3 separate regions of the Gossypium hirsutum genome follow, and regions 1 and 2 are each linked to region 3. A link is a contact called in public Hi-C data. All regions are on one chromosome and are shown on one strand. The core of a region is the stretch at or near the end of the contact, and the rest is flanking DNA. Distances in the headings are between cores, read along the strand shown.

Evidence for each region. A called contact is a pair of places that touch in the nucleus more often than the background predicts.
Region 1: a Hi-C map of leaf shows a contact between it and region 3, with 2.6 times the contacts expected there. The contact joins the promoter of LOC107918367 here to the promoter of LOC107920042 in region 3. A contact is called at or near these places in 2 of 34 Hi-C or Micro-C datasets (anther and leaf).
Region 2: a Hi-C map of leaf shows a contact between it and region 3, with 2.3 times the contacts expected there. The contact joins the promoter of LOC107920078 here to the promoter of LOC107920042 in region 3. A contact is called at or near these places in 4 of 34 Hi-C or Micro-C datasets (callus and leaf).

Annotation. Positions count from the first base shown.
Region 1 is chrD13:49,880,172-49,884,030 of Gossypium_hirsutum_v2.1, forward strand. It overlaps LOC107918367 (protein TIC236, chloroplastic), which reads left to right and starts at 1,851. Exons shown (of 2, transcript XR_005922956.1): 1 at 1,851-2,518; 2 at 3,561-3,859.
Region 2 is chrD13:50,226,243-50,230,476 of Gossypium_hirsutum_v2.1, forward strand. It overlaps LOC107920078 (probable folate-biopterin transporter 4), which reads right to left and starts at 2,255. Exons shown (of 7, transcript XM_041109050.1): 1 at 2,071-2,255; 2 at 1,268-1,395; 3 at 649-870; 4 at 50-517. The coding sequence starts at 2,151.
Region 3 is chrD13:50,032,839-50,036,908 of Gossypium_hirsutum_v2.1, forward strand. LOC107920042 (protein translation factor SUI1 homolog) reads right to left here and starts at 2,359. Exons shown (of 2, transcript XM_016849540.2): 1 at 2,154-2,359; 2 at 1,355-1,882. The coding sequence starts at 1,817. The coding sequence ends at 1,482. LOC121225104 (calcium-dependent protein kinase 2) reads left to right here. Exons shown (of 8, transcript XM_041109040.1): 5 at 1-61; 6 at 319-446; 7 at 720-819; 8 at 897-1,352. The coding sequence ends at 968.

The DNA.
Region 1 (3,859 bases), core at 601-3,100, 150 kb before region 3:
CAAGGTCCATTGCAGAAGTTGAGTATAGAAGTCTAATTGATGCTTCCTCAGAGGTTATGTGGCTGCAGCCAGTTTTAAATGATTTTGGAATTAGCTTAACCAACATTCCCAAGGTGTGGTGCGACAACACTAGTACGGTAGCTATGGCTGCAAATCCTGTGCAGCATGTGAAGACCAAACATGTAGACCTAAACCTTCACTTTGTGAGGGAAAAGGTTCTGAGAAACCGGCTATAGGTGAATTATGTGCCAGCAGCAGCTCAAATTGCTGATATTCTAACAAAAGCGTTACCTGCATCGCTTTTCACTGAGCTGAGGAGCAAGTTAAACGTAATTTCCATTCAAGATGCAGAGAAGTTATTGATCATGGAGGGTAAGGAAATAAGAAAGCAAGGGGAATGTTGAACAATATCAAAATAGTTTGGATGAGTTAGTTTGTTGAAGAAGTTGTTAAGCATCTGAGTCAGTTTCTTGAGCTCTTTGCTTAGTTTCTTTATTAGTCTATAAAATCGTGCTTTGTATACATTGGAAGAGTAATTTTTTATGATGCAATACATAAACCAAGTTTTCTTTTATCTTCTACTGTTATCTGTCTTTGGTTGTTATCTTCCTTGCTGCCAACTTTGCTTGTTATCTCCGGTGTCTTCCTTACAGCTGTCACCGAAATATTGTCTATTTTACACCGGTGAACATTTTTTATTTATCCAAATGCCCTGAATTTCTTAACCACGCTCTACCTATAAAAAAATTGAAGATGATATATTCTAATACAATATAAAAGGATAAAAGAATAAAAGGTCACTTGACGTAAACCTTTACAAAGTCTAAACATCTATGTAGGGCTACTGTTAAACAATACTTGATAAGACATTGTATTGATACATTAATGGATGATCTGCCTCTACTTCTAATTAAAACCCATCTAACTCGATCATATTCTTTATGCATATCCACTTTCAATACTACGAGAATACTTTGCCTATTGCGTTTACCTCAAATCGTATGAATGATTTTAATGCCCAACATAATCTTGTCCATAATATTCCACCCTTAAATAAAAAGCATTCTCATAGAATGTTATCAAATCCAACACTTTGGTGCATTGTAACTTATCCCACTTTGTTGCAATTAACTTTTAGGTATTTGGGGATGTTTGATTCAAAGAATGTAAGATTACATTTCGTAATATAAAATTATCAGTGATATGTTACTTCATTCGACTAGAATGTAACACTCAGATATTTAGTTGACAGAATGTAAGATAATCTAAAAACACATTTTATTAAATTGTTCTTGTTATATATATTTTTAACAACTTTAATTCCTTTAATATTTTTTAGTCTCAATTTTCATATAATTATAATAAATCATTACAATTCTTACTTTTTATTACAATTCATATATTAGTAAGTAAATATATGATGATGAAGAAAATTATAAATTATAATTATAATAATTCATGAAAAGTGATTACATCACCAACCATAATTAATATACTAATAAATAAATTATTAGAGTAAATATAATAATTTTAATTTTAAAGTATGATATCTATTGCTTTACTGATAAGAAAAAATAAGATACTTTTGTTTTTAATTCGTCTTAATTTTTTTTGAGAAAAAAAACTTAATTTGATTATAATAATAAATAAAAAATTGGTCAAAACTTTAAAATTAAGTTCGTAATTTAAGAAAATTTAAAAGAAATGGGTCATATTATATATTATGACTATTTGAGAAGGTAAGATTAGAAGATAACTAAAATATTAATAATTCAAATAATATAATCGTAATATTATGAACTATAATGTAAGATTCAATCAACTAAATATATCTTAAATTGAGCTTAAGATCACCGTAAAAATATATTTCACTATTTGCATGAATTTAAGGGGGCGTTTGGTTGGGGGAATAGGCATGCATTCCCCCTATTTAGCGGGCCCACCACCAAACGGGCGTTTGGTTGCCCGTAATGCTATTACGTCCCGATTCGGTTATGTGGCTGTTACCTCCATTGGCTGTAATAGCCATTCCCCTCGTGAAGCGGCGATTAGGGATTCCGCCCTTGTTTCCTATTTTCTATTCCATTCTCTGCCCTCATCTACCTTCCATTCCATCGATTCTCCGACGTTTCCCTTCCACAGGTAATTTCCCTTTCCCTTCCATCGATTTCTGCTTCTCTTATGATTTCTGCTTCTTCTTATGATTTCTATTTTCTGGTCCAAATCTTTTCTATTGCATGTTCGATTGAAAAGATGAAAAATTTTCTTGTTTGATTTCCTTGTTAACCCCTTGGCTGATAAAAAAAGATCAGATTTCTTTGTTTTTGTGCCCTAGATTAATCTATTCATTTCCACAGTCATGAAATACTGGTAATGCCCCTTAGATAGTAAACTAAGCATACAAACAGATAGAGACTAAAGAGAGTAATTACCACTCCTAACTCATCTGGATACAACCTACGATTTGAGATCCGATTTTCCCTTCCAATTTTGGCATGTTTCCCTTCCATTTTGCAAGGTAATTTTTTTCCCTTCCATTGATTTCTGCTTCTTCTCGTAGGTTTCTTTTCTTCTCTTTACGTTTCTTTTCTTTTCTCCATTTTATCAAGAACAAAACTTTGCTCGCACTCTTTCCCTATTTTTCTTTTCTTTTCTTTTCTGTAAAATCGATTTCGTTTTTCTTGAAATTTGTATTTCTTGAAATTTGTTGGAGTTCTATTTATTTGCATTTCTTGGAATTTGTTGAAATTTGTTGAAATTTGCATTTCTTGTTGAGTTCTGTTTATTTGCATTTCTTGAAATTTGTTGGAGTTCATGTTTTGGTTTTTGTATTAAGTTGGATTGTTTAAAACCTTGCTGGCTTTTGAGTCGAGAAAAGGCCTTGAATTGTAGTGCTCATGGAGCATTCTGGCTAAATCCTGGAAAACCAGTGGATTTACAACTGATGATGCGATGTGGTAGATGTTAATATCTGGTTTTCGGGTCATTCCATGTCATTCCATATCTGGTTTTGGGGTCATTCTGGCTAAATGGTGACCTTTGCCTTCAGTTAGGTTCTTCAATAACTTGAAAGAGATTCAAGGCAAAATCTCTTATACTGTATTTACTTCTTGTGTTTCAATAATTAGAAACCTCAAATGGAAGCCAAAATTTAAGAGATAGGATACTTTGATTGTGACAAGAAATGAAAGAAAAACAAAAATAAAATTTTTAGTGATTTAAGAAATTTTTTATAGGTGAAATTTCATTGAACTGATAAGTATATGTGCTGGTCTATTCATTTATAAAACTAGGATGTCTTACTTTTCGATCCTATTGAACTTAAACTTATCTTTAGCTTTTGTTCTTATTTTCTGCACAAATTAGGTGGTTAATGAGGAGGTGAAGCTTTTTTGTTAAAGAGAATAAGAAATAATTTCAATTTCCTGAAATGAAGGATATACCAATTTATGTTTACTAAATTTCTTTGAAAGTACAGCCTTTTATCTATGCCTGCATGTCAATTTGTCTGTATTATTTGTTTCTGATCATCCAAGTTAACCATTTATTGTTTTGTGCAGCTAAATCAGCTGATGTAGAGAAGGAGATGGAACAAGTAAACATTAAACCAAGTCTTGATGTCCGCCTTAGTGATTTGAAGCTTGTTTTAGGACTAGAACTGAGGATAGTTTATCCTTTGATTCTAAACTTTGTTGTTAGTGGGGAACTCGAGTTGAATGGCCAAGCTCATCCCAAATGGATTAAACCCAAGGGCATTTTAACATTTGAGAATGGTGATGTGAATCTTGTGGCAACTCAAGTAAGATCTCCTATGCGTTCTACATTACTCTTCTACATTAACATTTAATGAATATGATAA
Region 2 (4,234 bases), core at 1,005-3,504, 190 kb after region 3:
AATAACACTATGTTTAACCTTCAGTTCCAGAAAGTAAGTTAATACTTACCTCAAAATCATAGGCTGTTTAAAAGCACGGCACAAATTGTAAGTGGCATATTTCAGGGACTGGAACCACAGTAATGGTAGGGACTCGCCCTTTCCAGGACTCAGAGTCTGTGCTTTTCTGCGTGTAAGTTGTGTCTTTTTGCTTTTCTTTTGGATCTTCTTTCTTTTTCTGGTACTAACATAGGATTTCTTTTCCAAAGAACTGTCTTCATCCAAATCATTAGCTTTTCCATTCAAATGATGGGAATCACTTGAAATACAGAAATCAGATAAAACTTCACCCCCCATAGAACTCTCTTCGACCAAACCACATGAAAACAACTGTATGGCTGGAAGTATAGAGAAAAGAAGGAAGATAATATCTATCTCTAAGTTGGTTAATGCATATCCTCCTAGCAAACTCCCACACACTCCACCAAAAGCCATCGATAACCATGACAATGACTGAAGGTCTCCGGCAAAGGAGGCCCTGATGAAAGTTAGTTCAACTTTGTAAGTTATTTGTTCTACTGAAATAAAACCAAGCAAACAATTGGTTGCAGAAAACATAGAAGGATTTATCAAACAGAGTTGAAAAGTAAATTTGATAGAAGAACATACTTCTCAAATTGTACAGCCTCAGCGATCATTGCATCAACCACAACATCTGCCATTGCAGAACCTAGGTTCTGCAGTGTTAATAAGATCATGAGGTGCCCTATGGAACTACTTGTGGAGGCATTTATACCCAGAATAAGCCATGGCACAAGAGACATCACAGTGGAAATCACCAAATATGGGATCCTTTTTTTCCCTTTAATCGGAATGCAGTCGGACAAAATCCTGCATGTGGAAACAGAGTAAGGCTCCAATAAACAATCAAGAGATACAATAATGCTAAAAGGACAATTTTCTTGTCATCATATATTTTTCAGCCAAATAGTTTTCATCACATTATATTAGGGCTTTAGTAAGGACTACATCATAATTAACATCCTTTACAACATATTTCATGGTCATTATTCCATTACCAATCATGTTCCAGAAAGATATTTTCCCTGAAAACATGCTTTTCCTATGCTTATACTTTCATGCTAAAGATTGGTTTATCAGAAAACACCAAACTGATATTATCCAGATTCTTTAGAACCTCAATATGTCTTTTTTTCTAATAAATAAATCTACCACAATAATGTCATTCCATGACAACAAGAGTACTAAGCACCACAATGACGCGTACCCGTATATAGGTTTTATGCTCCATGGGAAAAATGATACTGAAAACACAAATTGGGAAGCCGAAGGTGACAACTTAAGCCTATCTTTCAACTGGTAAGAAACTGCTGTCCATACGAATGATCTGAAACCCTGCACTCATACATCGTGAAGTTACTTTAAATCCAAACTCAAATTAAAATAAAAGGGGACAAAAGGTAACATACATAGGAATTACAAGAGCATAGAGATAGGAACTATTGGAAACCCGGAACAAAAATGAGATTGCTAGCTTATGCAACAGATGCTTCAGGGAAATCTTGAATCACACTTAATTCATCTTAGCTGCCTTAGGGAAATCTAAGCAGAAAAAATGGGTGATGTTTCTAAACTAAAACTCATTTAGCTTTAAGCATGAAACTAAAGAAAAGCTTCTCAATTATGTCGTCTGAGGCTTGACAAAGATCTCATTCATAATTCAGCATCAATCAAACGTAAATCACGAGGTTCTATTTGGCTTAACAAAATTATTGCTTTCAATTACCTAAACGAGCATATTTTCCTTCAACGAGAAAACAAATAAAATATTAACCCAAACTGTCATTTACAAATTCATATGATATCCAAATCCAAAGTTATATAACATCGACAATTAAAAAGAAGAAAAGAAAATCAAAACTTTAAATGCAAATTTTTAGTTTTTCAACAAAACCCAATACGAAATCAACAAAGAGAAACCACAAAACCAAAGCAATGGAATTTCACATAATTAAGAAGTCTATGAATCAAAGTAAGAGGGAAAAAAGAAGAAGAAAGAAATGGGGGAACCTGGGTGAAGTAAATCAAACAAACAAGCCATAAAAACGCCAAACCAAATGCCGTTTTGAGCTGCTTTATACATTGTATCATCTTTCAGAAACAAAACAAACAAATATGAAAGAAAAAGGAAAAAAGAACTTATAAATTTCTCTTGGATCGGTTTCTGGATCGTCAAAAATCGTTTTGTTGGGGGGCGGGTGTTAATTTTCAGTTATGGAATAAAATGGTGAACACGTACATGGTCCAACTAGGTCTCGCCACGTAAGCTATCTGGTCCCGCCCACAGCACCAGTCAAGGTCTCCTCCCTTGCCTTCTGTGTTGACTTTGACTTTTTGATCAAAATTTACCTTAAAATAAAGGGATAATGTAAATTATAGCTCCTGAACTTGGCAAGTAAATTCACTTTGGCCCCTAAATTTGATAACTATGTTCACTTTGGTACTTGGTACTTGTTTTGTTCACTTTGATATTTGAACTTGACAACTAGGTTCATTTTAATCTCAGAACTTGTCTAAAAAGTTAGATATGTGGCACTCTAAGATTCTGTTACATCATCACTTGAAAAAAAATTAGAAGATTATGTGGTACAATCTCAGAATGTCATATTCAATATTTTAGTGACTGAACCGATCGTTGAACATGTTAGACCACTAGCTCTTGATCCAACTAGTTCGATCAGTTCAATTTTCGGACCAACAATAAATAAATAAATAAATAATCATAAAAATCTAAAAAGCCAAGTAAAATTGATTTTATTTTATTTTTTAAAATTTTTATGATTTTTTAATTATTTATTTAATTATCGTTGGTCCGACGGTTGAACCAATCGAATTGGTTGAATCAAGAACTAGTAGCCTAACATGTTCAACCACCAGTTCGGTTATTAAAATACTGAATATTACACTTTAAGATTGTACCACATCATCATCTAAAAATTTTTTATTTTTCAAACTCAGAGTGTCACATCATCAAACATTTAGAATTTTCAAATTCAGGCATTAAAATGGATCTAGTTGTCTAGTTCAAGTGCCAAAATGAGCAGAAAAAGTACATGTACCAAAATGAACCTAGTTGTCAAGTTTAAAGGCCAATGTCGACCTACTTGCAAAGTTTAAGGGCCAAAAGCTACATTATCCCAATATGGATCTACATGATAAGTTCAGAGGCCAAAATTTACATTATCCCTAAAATAAAAAGGGAAAAAACCCAAAATAAAATTTATCAAATAAATTTCAATTGGTTAGGTGATTTTATCTAGACCTGCTCATAGGCCGGGTCACCAGCCCAAGCTCAAAGGCCCGTTCGAAAAATGAGAGAGTTTGGACGAAAATACGAGGCTCGTAAAATAGGCTTGGGTAAAATTTAAGACTCGTTTTCTATATAGGTCGAGCATTGGGCAAGATTCTTTTAGCCTGAGCCCGGTGTTGGGGATCGACTCGTTTAAACAATGAGAAAGAAGGAATAGAGAAAATTGTGCACACAAATTTACGTGGAAAAACTCCTCCAATCAAGAGGATAAAAAATCACGAGAGCAAATGAGTCTTCACTAATGAGCAAACAAACGAAGAGTACAAGATGGAGAAATTTAAAACAAACCCTAACCCCGAATACAAAGCTCTCTCTGGCTAAAAACACAAAATTCCCTTAAAGGTCTCTAAAACTCTCTCTTAATTTTCTCTCTAATGTTGTGTTATTATCCTCTTTTTCTAAGGCTTCTAAGGCCCTTTAAATAGGCTAATATTAGAGTTCTATTATGACTATAATATCTCTAGTATAATAAAAGTTTAACTAGGAAAACTATAACACCCTACATCCGACCCATTCACCAAATTTAGGTATGGAGCGTCACAATTAAAACAAATCAGACGGAAGAATAAATTTAAAATTCTAAAACCTTAAGTTTGACGAATCACCCCACAAACTATAACATAAATCGGAAAGATAAAATGTGCTAACATTCATATAGAAGTTCAAAATCCATTCATAACTTATTATCGTAGCATAAGTTAAATAGGAACATGGGCATTGTTACTGAACTGTGAACAGGGTGTGCCATACTTGTGTGAAGGCTAGTTCACAAGCACTTACAATCAGATAGGTTAGTAAAAACTTAGGATTTCAGAAACACAATCTTATTCACTTGTTTATTCCTGTTGGATAAGTGGGTCTCCT
Region 3 (4,070 bases), core at 1,109-3,608:
TGGATTAGCTCGACTGGGATCTAAGCTCACAGAGACTGAAGTTCAGCAGCTGATGGAAGCTGTAAGATATCATTTAAATCTATAACATCTGGATCCTTGTTTTAATCTATATCATACACAAACTATGTTTTACTTGGACTACGTGTGACTGTTGGGTAGGGGAATATTAAATATTTTGTACATTTTCCCCTGTATTTGAAGGATCCTTGAGGGTCATCTCTTTATATCTATGCCCTGATATACGTTAGGCAAGGGTATTTCAAGAAAAATGAAGAGCTCTAACAATATAGACATACTAACCTCGGTTTTATTTTGCAGGCTGATGTGGATGGAAATGGTACCATTGACTATATCGAATTTATCACAGCTACAATGCACAGACATAGGCTTGAAAGAGATGAAGATTTGTATAAAGCTTTTCAACATTTTGATAAGGACAATAGTGGGTGAGATATCCGTACTCTGTATAAAATTCATCATCTGACTTCTATTTTTTCATGGACATGACATAGGGATGAGGATGTGACCCTCCAAATGCTTTTAAATACGTGAAAGAACTTCAAAGAATGTTGAACACGTATTGATATCGAACACTCATATACCCAAGCCTGAGTGACATAGGATTCGATTGCTCTGAATCAGTTGTACTTGGGGCACACTACATCAATTACATGGGAGATATGGATATGTCAGTAACTTGTTTGTGAAACGTTTTGCAGGCATATCACAAGAGATGAACTCGAAGCTGCCATGAAAGAATATGGAATGGGTGACGATGACACAATCAAGGAAATCATATCTGAAGTCGACACCGATAATGTAAGCTCCATTTTTGTCGCTCAAAAGTTCATTTCAATTTTCAGCACGGTTCATCGATTCTCATTCCTTCTTTACAGGATGGTAAAATCAACTACGAGGAGTTCCGTGACATGATGAGAAGTGGAACCCAGCATGGGCAACTCTTTTAGATTTTCAAGACCAGAATTGCAGCAAAAAACAATAGCTGGCTTTAAGAGATACCTTTTGGAGGTTTCCATCACATAAGTGTGGGTTTTTTTTTTTTGGGGGGGGGGTTCCTTTTTCTTCATTTTGAGTGTAATATATTGCATATATTCAATCGGATTTTGAGAGGTGAGGTTGTTTTAAGCTTAGAAGTTTTGCTTATATGATTTTTTTTTTCTTGTTTCTTCAGCTCTGGTTTTCGCCAGAGCGTTGAACTAAAAACCTCATAGGATACCTGGTAGTTCACATACTGTACATTTGTTTTATATGCATACTATTGAATTCCCACCATCTCCGGTTATGGATATTTAGATATGAAAAGAAAAATAAGGATATTTGTGCGAGGCAAAGATTGAAAGCAAATAAATGATCCATTATTTATTATAAATGAAACTGAAACTCCAACATCATATTCCATTAGGGTTCTTCCCACACACCAGAGGTATTAAAATCAAAAGACAAGACGGCCCAAAAAGCACTCAAAAACCATGAATCTTGATTTGCTCTTTCTTCACTATTCCAGCATTAACAAGGAAGTGTGCTACTTTCTTCCGCTGATCACCTTGTAATTGAATGATTTTGCCCAGCTCTTTGTCGTGCACAACATTCCCGTTACAGCAGAACTTTTTCAGAGACTTAAGGATCTTATCGGAACTCAGTTCTTGTTTCAGACCTTCAACAGTTGTCAAGCTTTTCCTGCCATTCCTCTGTTGGATTCGGATATGAACATAGTCTTTGGTTCCGGTTCTTCCGAATTCCTCGGCCTCAGCAAAAGGATCAAAAGTAGTTGGGATTTGAATGTCTAACTCAACCATGTACTTCGTTAAATAAGAACTTTGATTGATCTGGACTTGCTTGTCTTGTTCCTCGAGCTAGTGTTCTGCATCAACATACCTTAAACTGTTAGAACATCAGCAAGTATTATACTTGTTAAGAACCAACCAACTTAGATACAAACACAGGTCTAAACAACGGCATAAAGTGGTTCATCTTGCAAAAGAGAAGAACACCAAGTTTTGCAATGAACAAAGCAAAGACAAAAACATCCAGAAGAAACCATTAATCCAATCCTTAGATAACAAGACAAGACATGCTAAAAGAATTCCCAGAGACGAAAACAAGAAAAAGGGGCATTGGATTAGAAACCGAACCTTGAGGGAGAACTAGGAGAGTTGTTGGAATTGATAGAATGAGGAAAGAAGAGAAAGGAAGAGGGTGTTTATATAGGAAGGTGAAAGACGGTTAAAGCCGGCGGCGTATGGTGGTTAAGGATATGTACGTAGGTGATTGGAGAAATAAATAACCCCAGCTGGAGTCTAATGGAAGCTGATCCATCATTTGAGAAGACTCTGGAAAACCAAAGAAAAAATTTATGGTCTTAATTTAAATATAATGGGATTTTTTCAGGAAAAAAGATAAACTAGAAAGGGGAGATTAAAAAAGTTAGGGTGTATAATGCGCCATTTTAGAGAGAGGAAAAAGAAGAAAGTAAAAAAAAAATATTATATATATCTATATTATTATTTAAATAATTAATATCACGAGTTAATTAAACATTAATCTAATTAGTGCAATTACAAATATATATATTTTAGTTAAAATAAGTTATATTAAAAATATACTCATGGTGATATTTAAAACTATGCCAATTGCATTAGTAATACTTTAAATTTATTATTTAACCAAAGCTTCATTTTAATATTTTTTATAGATTTTAATTTTATTATGTACACTTTTTTACTTGTATATTTTAATAAAATTATTGATTGAGTTGGTCCCACAAGTTAAAATACATGCTTGTGTTCTAAATATGCAGTTTCCACACGCATATGTATGTGGTAAAATTTTTAATTTTTTTAATATTTTCCTATACTTATAGGACACTTGTCAACCCTCTAATTTTACTTGTAGAGTCTAAAAACTCCACTGACAGTATACCTTTCGATCACAAAAACGTCTTCTAAAATTTTTCTATATCTCTTATTTGATTTACAATAGCCAACACCATTGAATAATATCCGAAATTGACTTGAATTCCTTCATTCGCAAAGTTTCAAACTCACCTCATAATACTTGGAGTCAAACCTTCTTCACTTTGTCAAATTTTTGGAGAGTACTTTGCAAAATCTCCCAAGCTTCTTTTGTAGTGGTAGCATTAGCAACTTTTTACCAACACCGAATCATCCAAATATTGATGGATAAGAGTGAGGACTTGTTGATCCTTCTTCCTTATTTTTGCCAAAGCATCCTTTTCATGTTGCGATAACGATGCCTCATTTTAGGAAGCTTCATAACCATTTTGTATTATCTCCTAAACACCTTGTGAGCCAAGTAGAACTTTCATATAGATGCATCAATTTTCATAGTTGTCTTTTGTAAGATAAGGAAGGCATCTCTTCTCACTAAGATTTTGGTAAAGGAAGAGAGAAACAATTTTAGGGAGAGGAATTTTGAAACTCACTTCTATTATGAATTTCTTTTTTTAGTTTGGCTTTCTAGATGTAGATGATGATATCTATTCAGATGGATTCGTATAATTCTTATATATATTGTACAATGAAGTACCACATGAGTGAATATATAGGAATCCAAATCTGTCGAACCACTCATATTATGATCTTCTACATCCTAGGTCTTCCCGTTCCGTCACCTGGCTTATGTTCTTCATGTAGCATTCTGACAGAATGATTCCATGAAATTACGTCAATACTTCCACATATTATAAGTAATGTAGGAGACATCTCTATTTTTCTCCTAAAGAATTTTTAAAATTACTTCTGCTTAGTTTTCAATTCATCCTTTTAGTTACAACACACTTCACCTATTTATAGAATCACACCAACTAATAACATGTGAATACAAGTAACACAATTCTTATTCATATCTGTAAAATAAGATAGGATCACACATATAATATACAATATCCAAATCCATATCTAAACCCAACTAATAATATACCCACACATATAAGAAAATAAGCAAACATAATCTAAAAATTTCAAATTACAATATCCAGCGATTCTTGAAAGACGGGCCAGTTGGTGCTACTTCTGAGGAACTCACCTTTG